Regions from separate parts of the Anser cygnoides genome. Here region 2 is linked to region 1. The links are chromatin contacts, called in public Hi-C maps. All regions are on one chromosome and are shown on one strand. Each heading gives the region's core, a stretch centred on a gene start, on an enhancer-like site or on the middle of the called end of the contact. The rest is flanking DNA. Distances are from core to core; before and after follow the strand shown.

Region 1 (2,608 bases), core at 80-2,579:
TACTGGTTTGTTTGTAACTACACTCAAAGCAAAAAACGTTCTCTGCCTTAGGAGTTGATAACCTTCATATATGACAGCTTTTTGAATGTAATATTAGTAATATTCTCAAGAAATATAGAGGAATGGAAGAATTTAGTTAAAAACAAATAAAATCCATGGAGTTGAGCAGATTATATGGCTTGTAATAACTTTAGAAATAACATAATATTAAACATCTCTTATACATCTGAAAAGGTCATGAAAACAGTCATGTAAATTAACAACCAGAACTTCTAAAAATATGATTTTTGTAAAAGCACATTTTTAATATATACTACAGCAGTCTGAAAGAGTTTAATTTCCCACTTCTGTGGTCAATCAGAAAAAAAAAAAAAAAGAAAATTGTATAGAATTACCTGTGTCAATATGCTGCTGAAAACACAGCAATTCTACAGTACATATCCTCTTCATTCAAATGCCATTGCTTTCCAGAAGGTGATGAGGCACAGAACTGGGAGTGTGTCTGCATCCAGAAAGAATCCAGCTGGCTGTTGAAATGAGTTCTTCAGTATCGATGAAATTCTCTACAATTGCTAAAGTAACCCTGTAACTCATAAATCACTAATCAAAAAAAGCTTCTTAGAGTCTTTGTTTGTGATCTTTTATATTCATTTATTTATTTATTTATTAAAAAAAAAAAAAAAACCAAACAGAGATGGTCTGGTAAGTTTGTATAAGCAAGAGATAAATATAAAATAATTAGGCATGAAGCAAGGGACTAACCTAGGGACTCTGTGTTTAATAGAACAATCATCCAGCACAATGATCAGGAAGAAGAAAATTATTTAACTCATCAGTTCAGGACATAACAGCAGTATAAAAGGCAAATAGGGCAGAGGGTTTTTAGGTGAGGCACAGAATATAAAGCAATAGAGGTTTATACAGCACACACTTTGCCTTAATGGGGATGCAGCATTAAACTACACAGGTGGCAGATAACAGTCTAAAATATTTTCTCAGAGAAAAAGGAAAATAATGGCATTATTTTGAGTAAAGGCACAACTTTTTCCCATTTGCACAGTAGCTAATACAGTAAAGTACTGGATAGAAATGGTCTATTGACTCACAAATCCTTAAAATGATTAAATTAAAAAAAGCTTATAGCAAGATGATTAAAAAATGAAGAGCACAGTTACAGAAAATGATTGAAATTGTTATGTCTTTTTTTTTTTTTTAAACAACAACAACAACAGTTTATACACATAATGTGTTCAAGGCTGTAGCAGCCCACAGACTACAAAGCAAACACCCTGTTCTTGGCAAGTCTCTGAGTGTTTTGCCAATGATTCAGATAAAGAACTTGAGCCAGTGAGGCCCGCACTATACCAGCAGAATCCTTTGAACAACCAACACCAGTAGAATTACATACAAAGGATATTATTCAAGGTATTTCTGACTTTCGTTGGGATTATTCCAAACTCATATCAATTACTTCAACTTTTCCTATCCAAGAACAAAAACAAGAAGGGAAACACAGATTCGGAAGTAATACCGAAGAAGCTTAAGGGATGAGTTGATTAACAAAACAAACAAACAAACAAAAACAAACAAACAAAAACAAACAAACAAACAAACAAAAAGGAGACAATTAGTTTTCATGGATCAGAGAGTATGAAACAGCATCTTTTATCCTGTTAAAATGGTGCTGTCAGCAAAGGCAAGCAAATGCAAGCCTTTTATTCTCCACCTGCAGAGGGCTCCTCATATAAGTGTGAGTCCAACTGAAATGCATCTGCTGGATCTAGCTTTTCTTCTGACACACGCTCCAATATTTCATTTTTCTTTACTTAATTTTATATTTTCCCTTGGGAATTTTCACATGATCTTGTCACAGTTCACCACTGAACTACCGCGGGTGTTACGTGTTGTCTTTGACTATCCATATAACAGAGATATTCAAATGTTTTTTTTTAAGCTTCATTCTAGAACCTCCTTTATGCAGATCCATAATCAACAATTTTTCTCATTAATGAGATTACAAATAGGCTTCTGAAAAACAAAAAAAGGAAATAATCACTGACTAATAAACTGAAGATGCATATTTTAACATATTTATTTATATTTTCTCATTACTTCCATTAAAAAAAATCATCCATACAATCTCATATAGCACGATGAGTTTTCATACTGCTATTTGAATTGAAATTGAAAATTTCAATTCAAATAATACTGAAGTGTAGTATCTGCTTGTGAACTCTAGGAAAATATTGAAGTGGAGATTTCATTATGAATAGAACATGCTTTGCTCTCTGTAGTTCCAACACTGAGATTTTGATAGATTATGTATCTATAAAATATATTAATACTGATAGAATTTTCATTTTTACTCAAATATTTTGGACTTATGCTCTATGAAATCTCAATAAAAGTACAAAATCAGTAAACAAATTTGTTGAAATTTGTCTTCTTTCTGGATAACCTAGAAGAAAGCTTTCAGTTTGTGAAATAAGACATATATCAGGACTAATACTGGGAATCTAGTAAAGACTAAGAAAAGCTAGAAAATAGCTTATCCTAGATATTTTCTGGTCAGAACTTATATCTGAAAGACGAAAGAAAAACTTCAAAA
Region 2 (2,608 bases), core at 65-2,564, 130 kb after region 1:
CACTGAAGTTATAATACCTTGAATCCGGAGTTAGTTTCTTAGGATCTCCTTGTCAAAGTATACAGTAGTTTCCGTAGGAGGAACTTACACCAAGATGTAAACAATGCATAGGAAAGGCCCAACTGAGTTACCTTTTTGAGCACTTACACTAGCTGATGCATTAAATTGGTAAAACTTTGGTCTGGCATTTTTAAGATGTGATAATTCAGGTTTGTCACTGGATAATATGCTTCTGTTGTCAGAAACAGTGATGTTACTTTCCTGTCATCAGATTATTGATATGGCAAGGCTTGCTTTTCCCCAGGCTGTTAGAAAATGGGAGTAACTGTGAGAGCTGGAATGTAGGTGGGAACTCTGGGGGTTTGTAATGCATTATTATAAATTGCTTTGCTATTTATGTAGATTTAAATAATAAAATATACCCATAAGCCTTCTTATCAGCTGTATTAAATATGTTTTCAAAGAAAGAACTAAGCCAAGCTGCATTTAAAAATCCTCTCTACCGTTACAAGCTATCATCACTGTGGGATTTGCATTTCTCCATACACTCCCCAGAAGTCCTGGCTAACAGTGCATGTAAAAGGACCAAAAATGTAGGTTATTTTGAGCCCAGGAAGCGTATGCGTTGTAGGATGTTGAGGCCTTACCCCAGACGGGGCTCAACTTGCCAACTGTCTCTACTGTCTCTGTTTTACCATGAGTTTACATAAACACTGAATAATATTGTCTATTTCCTTGCCAAAACTAACCATTAAAAAATAAATAAATAAATTATACTTTTGTCAACTATGCTTTGTCAACTCAACTTTTTTGAGGTGTTACTTACAGTTGTCTCATTTACCTCAGGTGTGGCCTGACAGCCATCTCTCTTAAGTAGACAAGACATAGGAAAGAAATCTCTCTATCCCTCATGTGCAAAATTTTGTTTTGGAAAGAAGCTTGAAGTAGCTTTTTAAAGGTCAATTAATCAATCAGGGAAAAGTAAAAATGTTATTTGACTCAGAAACCTTGCCACACCACTCAAATAATGAATGATGAATACCAAGCATTTGAGTGAATTCTTGCAATCAACAGCCCATGACTAATCGATAGGCTGACATTTTCACACAATTGCAGAAAGTGATCAAATTTCATAAATATCACGAATTGCTTCTGGAAAAAAAAAATAAATAAAAAATTACTCACAGGGTGAAAAAGGGGGTCAAAATTTGCTCATAAACAATGGGTTGTGAATTCTGAGCCCAAGCGTAGGTGCAGCTATGCAGCTATACGCAGGGAGAAGGCGCCACCTATAGATGTACCACCCTGCTCTGGAATGGGATACATGGTTAAAAGTCCGGCTGAAAAAGGGCGGCTAGGATTGTGAAAGGATTGCACTCACAACCATACAATGCTGTTGCTAAAATATTAGCTGTATCACATCAATCACAATCAGCTGTATCACATCAATTGATTACATCAATCACATACACATTACATGAAATAAGACCTGGCTGATATCTCAGAAAGGAGGTTATCCATGTTTGTTCATCTGGCTTTGGAAATCATTTCTGAATCACTACTAGGGAAATTTAAATGAGACAGCCCAGTCAGCAGAGTGGTAAATAATTAAGAGATCAGTTAAACAGTGATCAGGATTGCTTGATGATGTAGGCTATCCTGTAGAAAAACTGTAGTTTAAGGTTACGCAAAAGTTATTAGTCAGGAACAAATGTGAAAAACACAGTGTATGCTAGAAAGTAGAGATTCTAAAAAGAACTTAACGTGAAATTCAAATTCAATGCTGTAGCAAAAGCAGTTGATATTGACCATGATAAAACAGGAATGTGGTTTTTAACCATGTAGCCAATGTGATGCAGATAGGTATTAAAGTTTATGTGCACAGCAAGATCTTTTAAAATTGGAGAATGTGAAGAAAAGCAACAGAAATAATTCAAGCCTTTGAGTACATACCTGGAGCTTGATCTGCTTAGTTTATCAAAAAGAATCTTGAAAGGTGATTTTGTTGTAGTATGCATGTACTTTCCAGAGCTAAACAAGTTCTTTTGACCTAGAAGAGTGAAGTCAAAACTAGTGATAGAAATCTTATGTCAGGATGATTCATATTAGAAATTAGAGAGTTTCTTTTTCTTTTTTTTTTTTTCTTTTCTGAAGATAAGATTTATTGACACACAACTGGCTTATAAGGAGCAAGAAAGCGATGAGCAAAATGTGGGACTTGATAATCTTGGTAGTTCCTTCTAACTTTGAAATATGTTGACCCAAATATTGAATTTCAGCCATGAGCTCTCATGCTACATTCCCTGGCTTCGTCATCATTATTTAAAATCTATGTAGCAATCAGTGTCAGACTTATCTATGCCCTTACTGGGTGCAGAGTAGGTGAATTTGCTCTACTGTGAAAGAAACTATATCTTGATATCCTCTTACATCTGCAGGTTGCAGCAAATACTTCTGTTCGGTTCACAATGATCAGGCCTCTTCCTAGAGGTGGCTTCAGATGTGGTGCTCAATTCACTTTCTGATTTCATATACATCACCCAGCTTCAGTCTGAAAATCAGGTCACTGTATTAGTATGTTTAACATGAGCTTATATGAGCTGATATA

The links. Hi-C and Micro-C count contacts between places; a contact is called where the count stands out from the background.
Region 2: a Hi-C map of granulosa cells shows a contact between it and region 1, with 2.4 times the contacts expected there. The contact joins two enhancer-like sites. A contact is called at or near these places in 2 of 7 Hi-C or Micro-C datasets (granulosa cells and liver).

The regions. Positions count from the first base shown.
Region 1 is chr8:20,365,667-20,368,274 of Taihu_goose_T2T_genome, forward strand. No RefSeq gene overlaps it. Among named protein-coding and RNA genes, the nearest start is that of ADGRL2, 210 kb to the left of the region's middle. Within about 2 kb of position 1,330, at least 1 of the 3 cell types and tissues checked has open chromatin away from gene starts, as enhancers often do.
Region 2 is chr8:20,495,952-20,498,559 of Taihu_goose_T2T_genome, forward strand. The region is part of intron 2 of LOC106034109 (a long non-coding RNA gene); the gene reads left to right. Among named protein-coding and RNA genes, the nearest start is that of ADGRL2, 340 kb to the left of the region's middle. Within about 2 kb of position 1,315, at least 2 of the 3 cell types and tissues checked have open chromatin away from gene starts, as enhancers often do.